3 separate regions of the Hordeum vulgare genome follow, and all the other regions are linked to region 1. The links are chromatin contacts, called in public Hi-C and HiChIP or PLAC-seq maps. All regions are on one chromosome and are shown on one strand. The core of a region is the stretch at or near the end of the contact, and the rest is flanking DNA. Distances in the headings are between cores, read along the strand shown.

The links. A called contact is a pair of places that touch in the nucleus more often than the background predicts. HiChIP or PLAC-seq counts read pairs in DNA pulled down with a chosen protein or histone mark.
Region 2: a Hi-C map of seedling shows a contact between it and region 1, with 5 times the contacts expected there. The contact joins the promoter of LOC123442938 here to the promoter of LOC123439504 in region 1. A contact is called at or near these places in 2 of 6 Hi-C or Micro-C datasets (leaf and seedling).
Region 3: an H3K4me3 HiChIP or PLAC-seq map of embryo shows a contact between it and region 1, with 6 times the contacts expected there. The contact joins the promoter of LOC123442943 here to the promoter of LOC123439504 in region 1. A contact is called at or near these places in 2 of 6 Hi-C or Micro-C datasets (both in leaf) and 1 of 1 datasets of contacts at active chromatin or transcription factors (embryo).

What each region holds. Positions count from the first base shown.
Region 1 is chr3H:53,709,031-53,712,761 of MorexV3_pseudomolecules_assembly, forward strand. LOC123439504 (17.5 kDa class II heat shock protein-like) reads left to right here and starts at 2,097. Exons shown (of 1, transcript XM_045116218.1): 1 at 2,097-2,937. The coding sequence starts at 2,227. The coding sequence ends at 2,706. It overlaps LOC123442939 (polynucleotide 5'-hydroxyl-kinase NOL9-like), which reads right to left. Exons shown (of 9, transcript XM_045119128.1): 9 at 3,216-3,609. The coding sequence ends at 3,469.
Region 2 is chr3H:53,253,463-53,257,193 of MorexV3_pseudomolecules_assembly, forward strand. It overlaps LOC123442938 (ubiquitin-conjugating enzyme E2 2-like), which reads left to right and starts at 2,003. Exons shown (of 6, transcript XM_045119127.1): 1 at 2,003-2,210; 2 at 2,532-2,668; 3 at 2,773-2,798. The coding sequence starts at 2,544. It overlaps LOC123441472 (zinc finger CCCH domain-containing protein 39-like), which reads right to left and starts at 1,652. Exons shown (of 3, transcript XM_045117896.1): 1 at 1,242-1,652; 2 at 1,009-1,125; 3 at 632-712. The coding sequence starts at 1,652. The coding sequence ends at 632.
Region 3 is chr3H:54,017,806-54,021,536 of MorexV3_pseudomolecules_assembly, forward strand. LOC123442943 (60S ribosomal protein L18a-like protein) reads right to left here and starts at 1,889. Exons shown (of 5, transcript XM_045119137.1): 1 at 1,608-1,889; 2 at 808-950; 3 at 182-314; 4 at 1-97. The coding sequence starts at 817.

The sequences.
Region 1 (3,731 bases), core at 847-3,346:
AAATGGAACTGGAAAATTTAAATAAAAAAATAAATTATCAAAACATGCATTAGCTATTTTTAAAATTTTAGGACGTTTTTTAAATGCATTAACATATTCTGAATTAGAAAGCATTTTGTTAAATGCTTTTAGTAATTTTTAATACATGGAGTTTGATTTGAAATTATGGAGTTTTCTTATTTTACAAATATTTTTTCAAACTTGCAAACATTTATTGTATATGCGAGCATTTTTTACAAAAACTCCGAGCAGTTTTTGAAGTTACAAACATTTTATTTTTTAAAATATGTTGATTTAAAATTTTAAGTTTATTAAAAGTTTAAAAGTTATTTTAAGTTCTAAATTATTTGAAATAGAAAAATAAAATGGAAGTGAAGATAAATAAATAAACGGAACTAAAAAACTGGCGCCTGTGCATGGGCCGGTCCATACGGTGTGGTGTATATTCTCCCAGGGTGTAGAGCGTAATATAGGAGGTTTTTACATGGGCCGGCCCAGTCCGAAACTTTCCGCTTTGTGAAACGTTTTTTATTACTTACCGGTGGCATGGTGGATAATTTATGTAAACTTTAGGGACAATTTTAATGACGTACCACAGAAACAATAGATGCTTTATTAATAGATAAAGAAGTCTATACTTTTTGAAAACTTGAGGAACAAAAACATGCTCTTCTCTTTTCAAACGTCTCTCTATGTCGATCCTAGAAAAAATATCTCTCTGCTATCCCGGATGACATGTGGGCCCAAGGCTACCGCTAAACTATTTATGTATCATTACATTGTCTGAAACATCATATTGTTATGACTAGCAAAAATGCCCGTGCGTTGCAACGGAAAAAAAACTATCAGGTTATGCACGTGTGATAGATATAAAATGTTATGAATCCAATGCAATAATGGCATAAGGATTTTTGAAATTTTATTTCACAAAGTATATCTGAGTGATGTCATGATGAGATAAGGCACTTTTAAAATATAATTTCAAAAACTAAAAATATGATGCTCATCGCGGCTTGATTTGTTAAGGTGTCACAAAAAAAATATTTTTTAGCTGAGCAAACTATAAAACACGGAAACCTTTTTTTATCCGACGCGAGGGACTAAATAAAATCATAAAACGACCTCTAGAGGTTTCCTAATAAAACCTTTATGTAAGCGACAGTTAGTTTTGTTCATTATTAACATATGTGTTTTAATTTTTACAAACATTTTCTAAAAATTGATAGACATGTTTTCCAAATTCCTAAATATGCTTTGAATATCGGATTTAAAAAAATCATGAACATTTTTTTATTTCATGACAATTTATATGAAATCGTGATTTGTTGTATAATATGTGATCAATTTTTGAACTCATGAGTGTTTTATGACTTGTTGAATATTTTGTAAATACACAAACAGTTTATCTTTTCCTAATTTTTTCAAACTGACAACTTTTATTGTTATTGTTGGTCTTTTGAAATCTGGAATTAATTTAGAGAAGAAAAAACTAAAACGGAAATAAAAAGTAAAGAAAAAAATACTAAACAGGATGCCCTGAGCTGCACATGGGCCGGCCCATGAAAAAAATGAGAAAAAGGTAGAGAAAAAGTAGAACATCAAGGATCGAGCCCTGGTCTCTAGCCTAGAGGACCGCACCTCTGACCATCGTGCTAGTACTGTGTTACTAGTATATCTATATATCAATACTTTATAAACACAACAGAGGGCGGCGTTTTCTGAAATCCGAAAAGCGAATCGTTTTTGTACTTACGGGTGGCATTGGTGGGTAATTTTTATCAACTTTAGGGGTAATTTCAATGACGGACGACAAAAGCAATATTTACTTTATTATTAGAAAGAGATTAATTTTCTCGCTACTATTAGTTCTCAATAAATTCCCTTTAACCAGAGAAAATCTCTGCATGCGTTTTTTAATTAGAAGTCTATTGCGTATCTAAAAAAGAACTGCTACACCGAATGACATGTGGGGCCCAAGGCTACCAAGGTGGAACCTCTAGAAGTTTCTCCATCAGCGGCCGAAGGACTCCCCTATGCTCCGCGCTCGTTCCACCACCTTTCAGAAGTTTCCGTTACCTTCCAGAAGACTCCCCCCCTCCGGCGACCTACATAAACTCCCTCCTCCTCGCCGTGGCATTACCACCAAAGCATTCCACAAAATTCAACAAGCAATCCAACGCAGTCCAACCCGAGGAGATTGATCAAGCTCGAGATCAGCCAGCAAGAATGGCGGGCATGGTGTTCGGCTTGGAGACCCCGGTGATGACCGCCCTGCAGCACCTGCTGGACATCCCAGACGGCGAGGCTGGTGCCGCCGGCGGCGAGAAGCAGGGCCCGACGCGCGCCTATGTCCGCGACGCGCGCGCCATGGCGGCCACCCCAGCCGACGTGAAGGAGCTGCCGGGCGCGTACGCGTTCGTGGTGGACATGCCGGGCCTCGGGTCCGGCGACATCAATGTGCAGGTGGAGGACGAGCGGGTGCTGGTCATCAGCGGCGAGCGCCGGAGGGAGGAGAAGGAGGACGCCAAGTACGTGCGGATGGAGCGTCGCATGGGCAAGATGATGCGCAAGTTCGTGCTCCCCGAGAACGCCGACATGGAGAAGATCTCCGCCGCGTGCCGCAACGGCGTGCTCACCGTCACCGTCGAGAAGCTGCCGCCGCCCGAGCCCAAGAAGCCCAAGACAATCCAGGTCCAGGTCGCCTGAGACGCATCGTGTGCGCGTCGAATCGAAGCAGAGTGTGATAAAGTGGTGGAGTGCCTGTCTCCTGATTTCGTCTGCTAGTAGCATGGTTATCTGAGAGAGAGGGTGTGTACTGTCTGTTCGTGATGTTCCGTTAATGGAAGTCGAGATGTTCTCCTGCTTTGCCTGAATAAGAACTGTATTGCCAAACTCAGGTGAAATTTTCAGCAGCTATACAAATCCTGTGTGTTTTGATGTCTGGCTTTTGGGATTGACGAATCATGTTAAGGCCTCCTGCGATCTGCCCATTATGCTAGGAGAACTCGCTATCGACGCCAAATTCGATTACACATATGAGATTGATGTACGAGGAAATTTGAGATACTCCTTTCCCAGAAATTTTATATAAGCTGATTTGGAGATATGCTGCATCTTGAATTTATCTTCAAAATTATTTATTTTGACCAAGAAAAAAATGAAGCTGCCTGATTTTAGCAGGGCTTTATTTAGACAGAAATAAAACAGCGCACATCTAAACGTGATTTCAGTTTTTTTTCCTTGGCCAGGAATGTGTACCCCGACCTCTGTTACAAAGTATCAGGGCACAGCCATACCACAAAGCAGAAAAATCAGTTCAATCTTGAAGCCAGCAAAAATTTCACCACTGGGTACACAAAATAAGATGGTCCGCTATCAAAATTTTATGTTGTGTCCCCGACATGTCAGGCCGACCGAGCGCCATATTACATCTCCAACGAAAATGAAGAGACGAACATGTTGCAAGTTTTACATGGTATCTGCGCCCGAATCAGAATCGCCGTCATCCTGTCTGGACAGTGGGCTGTTGAGATTACTCGCGTACAGATCCTTCCCAGTTATCTTGTCCCGCACATTGGTGGACATGTACGGCGACTCGCATCCCTTCACCTGCAATGGCAGCAGAAAGAAGGATAAGCCTGAGAAATGGAACCGGGGATGTTGCATCCCTGTTCATCAAAAAAGAAGGTTAAGCGGGATGCAACAAAATTTTAATTCGCGGCGCAACAGAG
Region 2 (3,731 bases), core at 753-3,252, 460 kb before region 1:
TGTAATGTAAGGTGGAAGCATCCCTTTCAGGAAAGAGGTCAACATTACCAGCGCTCTCTCAGGCTGGAAGGACGGAACAAGATGACCGGCACCTCTCACTGATAGAAATGTCAATCCTCCGGCGTACTGCTGAACATATCCTGCCACCTAACCAGTGAGTGAAGCCGTCAATTTCAGAGTGACCAGAACATTGTAGATGAATAATGTTTTCGATGATGGGATTTAATTACCTCCCCCTTTGCTACCCATGGGCGCCATGGAGTGGTCACAGGAAGGCCAAGGTCTTGAATAGAGTACCTCGTCGCCGGAAGAGGGCATACAGAGTCGAAATCACCACTGTAAAATGCAGGAAACTTTATCGTACTACTAAAACTAAATATTTTTTAGGTGTCTGATAATAACTGATGTTAATCTGTTACTACCTGAATATCCAAACGGGAAGCTTGTTCTCGATCAAGAACTTGATGGATGGCAGCATAGTCACTGGCGCATATTTCCACTTGAAGTTTCTGCAAGCATGAATCACACGGTTAACTTTCGGACGTGTGGGTGAAAATCATTGAAAAATCGTTGACCGGTATATGCTAAATCAATGTCCATTCATCTAATTACTTGCAGGGTGACCACTCTGTCATCCTAGCGTGGAAAGCGTCCTGCACTGCTGGATCATTGAGATAGCCATTGATAGGATAATCACTGCACGGATCATACCCTGGCAGTTGCGCACAATTTTAGAGAAACGTGAAGGTCAGCTAGCAATTCAGAATAACTTACATAACAAACCATGTACGAAAGTACCCTCCAACACATGAATTTACCTCTCTGATGATCCAGAATCCCAGATCAACCCCACCGATAAGCAGCTCAAATATTCACATTTTTGCCGGTATGTCCTAACTCTGTTGACTCAAGTGTCGTTTGCTCTGTGCATCTAAATCAAAATTTGCGTTACTTAGGTCTCCCATTTTTGTGCTTTTTGCTTGTTTTCTGATGTGGCATATATAACACCTGGAACTTCAACCCGCCGGGAGCCGTGGCGACCTGACCGCCCTTCTCCCCGCCATCGCTTCCGCCCTTGTGCTCCTCCTCCTTCGCGCCGTCCACGCCCACGAACACGCGCTGCTGCTGTCATTGCGTCGACACAAGCAAATGGTCGAACACGTGAGCGTCATGGATTGGACTGGCACAGAGCCGCGGGATTGAGTTGGGGGAATGGAGGGGTTGGGTTTCGATGATCTCACCGAGCCGACGTTCACCGGCTTCGTCACGCGATGCTTCAGGTAGCCTTTGGAGCGGATGGAGATGCTCTTGGGCATCGCCGCGTGCTTCTCGGCCGGGGAGGCGGGCAGCACCGGGGGAGCCGGCACGACCTGCGCCTGCGTCTGCCCGACGTGGAGGGGGCGGAGCTTCTCGTCCGAGGAGGCGAGGCGCGCCATGGGCATGGGCATGGGCTGCATCTGCCCGAGGTGGAGGCGGCAGAGCTGGTCGGCCAGCGTGACGACGGAGGCCTGGAGGCCGTTGGGGTTGGGGTGGTGGGGGTCGACGGGGACGAAGGCCCCGGGCTCGAGCTCCATGGGCTCCTCCTCCTCCGCGTCCGACACCGTCTGTGGGTACCGGTCCGCCAGCCACCTGTAGAACGCCGGGACTGCCATCTCTCGGAACCTTCCGGCCGAATCCCTCTCCTCTCTCGCCTCTCCTCCTCGGGGGCGGCGCTTGCCGGGGGCTTGTGGCGGGGACGGCGGGGGCGGCGGTGGCTCCCCTCTTCTTCTCTCTCTGGTTCGATCTGCGGGGTGGGGAAGACGGAGGTAACGGGACAGGTTTTTTTTCCACTTAATGAAGGACTGCGGGTTGATTTCAACAAAATACAGAGTGTTTTCTGTAAAATTGCCACGACGGACGGCAGAATGGCTACGCGCTTTATTATTAGGGGAGAAAACAATTGAGTAGGTGCCTTTCGGCAGGATATTTGGATCACTTGCGTCTTGCGTGCGTGAATCGACCAGTGGCTGGCGGTGTTGTCATCGCTGACTTTCCTCGACTCTCCTGTCCAATCCTTTTGCCCTCCTCTCTACATAGCCCCCTCTCCATCCCCGACCTGCCCTTCCATCGCCCAGGCTGACCTAAAGCCGTCCACCCCGTCGTCTCCATGCTCTAGGACAACGAGCACGCGGGAGCCTACATCTCCACCACCACCGCCGGCCGCATCTCAGGTGACCACCGATCCCCTCCCCCCTGCCAGATCGCTCGAGCCCTCCTCGCTTCGCTCCCCAGATTCGGTTCGCTTTGGGGATATTCGTAGGCTAGAGCTCCCGATTCGACCTAGATATACGCTTGTTCTCTTGTCAAAATCGTGTGCGCGGGACGGCGGGGGCACGAGCAGCTGTCTCGGAGGAGGGAGGATTTGAGCCGCGAGCGAATTCCGTGTCCGTAGATTTGATGTCCGGTGTTCGCGAGAATTTAGGTTTGCGCCGGTATGTGTCGGTTGCTGGGTTTTGTGGCGGTGTGCTCACATGGCGGTGTGGTTTTCGCAGATAACTTTGAGGATGTCGACTCCTTCAAGGAAGAGGCTGATGAGGGACTTCAAGCGGCTGATGCAGGACCCTCCTGCGGGCATAAGCGGGGCGCCGCAGGACAACAACATAATGCTGTGGAATGCTGTGATTTTTGGGTATGAATGATGCTAGGATTACATGGTTGCGCCGTTCCTTTCTTTTCCTCTTCAATGTCTTTGGGTTGTGGTGTGCTCATGCATTTGCTCGTGTTGATTTGCAGCCCTGATGATAGCCCGTGGGACGGAGGTTAGTTGATATAAGTGTAGTTGCAATAGCTTTTTCAATGATGTCCTAGAATCCTAGAATTTCCTTGCTGGACTCCCTTGGTTTTGGTTGTTACATGCTAGGTGCCATGGCCACCAAAGATTAGCAATGTGATTCCAACCTGGATATCTCATGTCGTAATATTGGGAGTTCGACATATGGAATGATGTGGCGGTGCAGGGGTGTGGTCCGACATCGAAATGGGGGTGCACCGTGATGGTTATGTGCCAAACAACGTCACGATGGATACCCTAACGTCGTATTTTGTCAATGCCACTGCTGTCCATGCACTCCTGTCCTGAGGCTGCTGGAATGGTGCCTTGTCTATTGTAATAGGAAAATAATAGATATACAACATAATTCATATAAGGCAGTGTGGAATATAAAACGAAACAAATGACCGGAACCTGTTTTTCTTCAGAATAATTACCAAGTACTTAATTACTTAGACATATAGTCATAGTGATAAGAGTGCTGAGCAGAGAAAAAAGAGGTACTTTGATAGGTATCTCACAAGTTAAGTTTATAATATAAGTAGGCTTTGTTACGAAGTTGAGTTCCAAAGTTAGCATGTTGTGTTGGTAAAAGGTACCTATATAGAATAGAAGAGTTATGGCTAGCTAAGGCAAATAGCTGAGCTATTTGAAGCTATACGGCTGTCGCTACCGTAGTGGAACATTGGCATATCGCTGAACGATTAGGATCCAAAAAATCTGCAGCTCAGCTAGCTATTTAGAACCTTCGTCAATAGATCGAAAATACTAAATTTGAGAACCGAGTCTAGCCCAGCTTCATTGCAGTAACTAGCATCACATGCACGATTTGTATGGCTCATAGGTTGCTTATAGTATCCCTGTTATTTTTAGTTCTGATTGCATATTTTGATTTCTTTCTTTCCATTTTGTGCTGAGCTGT
Region 3 (3,731 bases), core at 639-3,138, 310 kb after region 1:
ACCCGGGCGCTCTCGGGGGTCCCTATTGTAGTACTTGCAGCAGTAAAGAGTCGTCGCGTAGTACCAAAGCAATGGACACAAGAAACCTAAAAGAAATCTGCAACCGAAACATGTTTGATATTGCCAGATGCAGAATATGGAAACTGAACTGAAGTTTGTGTAGATGGTAAAGGATTCTTACGAGGACCATCCTATTCCGCAACCAAAGCAAGGAAGCCGTCTCTCAAACTTCGCCAGCTGTGGGTTCTCTTCATCTCTGAGTAGGGTGTACTTGCCAAGACACCCTTGACAATGGCAAAGTTCATCCGAGCTTGCTGTGCAATGCCAAGTGTGATTCGGAGTAAGAAGTAATCGTATGAACAAAATTAAAAATAATGCACATCATGATCAAGCTAAAGCCCTAATAAACAGAGGAACAACTGTAAACTCTGAATCCTAATTATGTTATATCTCACTGATGTTTATACACTATTATGCTACCACGTATGTCAACATCACGTAATAGATGTTACTGTCTTTTACAATGACAGACTAAGGGTTCTGTTCTCCTGCACAACGTAAGTGATCTAGCGGCGAAGGAAATCTTAAGTTTAACTCAAAAAATCCTGCATAACATAAGCGATCTAGCGGCAAAACAAATCTCAAGGTTAACGCGAAAAGATCCTGCATAACATAAGCGATCTAGCGGCAAAACAAATCTCAAAAGTTTAACGCGAAAAGATCCTGCATAACATAAGCGATCTAGCGGCAAAACAAATCTCAAAAGTTTAACGCAAAAGATAGATACAAGGTTGAAAAAGCAATTACCTTCCCCCATTTAATCTAGAGCTGTTTAGGGAAGATCCAAACTTAACACCAAGCTGCTTGGCAGATTCCTCCTTGCTGGAATCAGTTCAACAAGTCTGATCCGAGGAATAAAACAGAACAGTAGCCAGCTTGGCACATAAATCCTGCAAGTGTGTCAGGATGGGGTCATCTTGCTGCATCGGAGAGAAAATTATATCCACAATGTAATTTCTTCTGCATAAACACGCATATGAGTCTAATCGGTAGGGACAGATGTTGTGAGCAATTGGAAGTACTCTTTCATGGCAAAGAGGAAAGCAGTGACCAGCAGGTGTCTCAAATTCCAAATATATTAACATACAGAAGCAGCAGGTGTCTGAATTCCAGATATTAGCATACAGAAGTCAATCCAAGAGGGGTACTCAGTCAGGAACACTACGGCTTCCGACGAGACTAGGAGAGCATAACATTTTGAGCTATTTCCTCTTGCTCTGAACTCTAACACTCCAACTCCCGTTAGTAGAACAAATCTAACGAATTCATACAAAATAAGCTGCGGCCGCGCTACGGGGCCATCTCAGATCGGTCTGGCGCGCTGAAGAAGAAGAAGCGGCTAAGGCAGGCAGACCAGGTACGGGTGGATGGACTAGATTAGCAAGGGCACCTACCAACCAGTCCACCACGCAGCAGACAGACAAATCGGCACCTACCGCGACGGGGATTCAGGCTTCGGTCGCCGGCCGCCACGCAGCAAAGGGAAGAAGGTAACCGCAAGACGAACAAGATAATCCACTCAGTCAGGACAGGATAGGGTTCCTTACCCGCAAGAGAAGAAACCGACCCAGCACCAGCACCAGCACCAGCAGGTCCGCGTCGCCGCCGGCGGGGCAAACCGCGAGGGAGGTGGAAGGGGGAGACGACGCCGGACGAGAGCGGGGTGGGGGTGGAGAGCGAGCAGTAGAGAGCACTGGAAGAGGCGACGAGGGGGAGACCGGGAGAGGCAGGAAAGTGGAGCCGAGGAGGAGGAGGAGGTCCAACCGGTTGTTCGTATGCGTGTGTGTGGACACGCAGCGCGGTGCGGGTCTCGTGCACCTACCGCCACGCTATGTGCCGCGTTGGTGAAAGAGGGGATGGAGACACGAGGGCGGCCCTTTTTAACACACGGATAACGACTCGTTCGCTGTCGTCAATGGAAGAGGGAGGAAAAGGTCAGTTTGTGTCAAAATACCACGTCATATACTCCCTCTGTTCCTAAATACTCCCTTCGTCCAGAAATACTTGTACTAGATATGAATGTATCTAGATTTATTTTAGTTATAGATACATCCATTATATCTATTTTTAGGACAAGTATTTCTGGACGGAGGGAGTATAAGTCTTTCTAAGAGTTTCATTAATGGACTACATACGGATGTATGTAGACATATTTTAAGGTATAAATTCACTCATTTTGTTTCGTATGTAGACACCTGGTGAAATATCTTAAAAAACTTATATTTAGGTACGGAGGGAGTATATATTAAAAGGAAGAGAGAAATTTTACCAGAGGTTTTTGAACCTGTTTTGATGTCTCCCTTTGGTCAATGGGGTGAATATCTGGTGCTATGAAACCACCTTACATTAAGTGCTTCCAATTTTAAAAATCCACATGTAAATGTTTCAAAAAATTCTTAAAAAATATGAATGTTCACATCACATGAACGTACAATCCTAAAAAATATGAATGTTCACATCACATGAACATACAATCCCTAAAAAATTCAAATCAAAACTGAAAATACACATCGAGAAACAAAAAAGATAAATTCAGCATAAATGTTTTATAAAAATCTTCCAAACATTAATGAAATGGCGCTTTGGTTCACATCCATTAGATCTCAGATTGACGACCGAGGTCGCGCGGAAGCACCTAATGTGAGGTGCTCCGGTAGCACCAGATATTTTTTCAGATGTTAGAAATACCTGATATATGGCAAAATCATTAATTAAGGGATACTTTTTATAAAAGACACTCCCATCAACTATGGTTGTGACATCTGTTATATTGCATGTGCGTCATTTGTCACAACGTGGAAGTTTTTCTTTTTCGGAGATTCGTTTTTTATATAATTTTTTATATCTCTTAACATGCATCCATATCTCGAACCATTTTTATCGTTGGATTTCTCGCGTCGAGATCTTCAAAACTAAATCTCATACAGCGCATTCCATGATCTTCTCCATGGATACATCACCAACACCTCAAGCTATCAGAGCATCCACAGTGTGATGTTTTGCTACCTCTAAGGCCATAGAGGCAGACGTTATATACTGTGAGAACAGCCTCTAAGCTAAATTTGTTTAGCATCGACGCTACGCTTGGAGGCAGCCTCCAATTCTTTCAATGAAATGAAATAATTCATTGGCCCTACATGTCATAGAAGGAGAGCATGCATGTGCCATGTCAAGAGGATGGAAAGGAGCCGACAACTTAGAGGCAGGGAACATTTGGCATACACTGCGTAATCTTAAGCTGACTCTAATAATCCAACGTGGGTCCCAGCTTAGAGGCAAGCCATCCTCTAAACGTTGTGGATGCCCTAAGTGGTCCCATGACGGGAGCCCGTACATGTGCCATTGAAATCGAGGTGACATATCTCCTTGCTCACCTATCATTTGATCCACTCAAGACATGGTCACTGCCTCAAGCACAGACTCTCCCATACTCGCGTACTCAAAAGGAAGCCATGGACCAATCGCGGAGGAACGCGAAAATGACGAGCCGACGGTAAACACTCAAGCGGCCGGACAACCGAGCCTGGTCGGACGTCCGAACCGTCCCAGCGTCCGGACGTCCGAGCTCGTCCAGGCGACCGATGCCTAGAGCCTCCCCAGGCCCCACGCCACAGCGTCCGGTCAGCCGACCCCGCCGGGACACCCGACCTCGCCAAGACATTACCAAAACC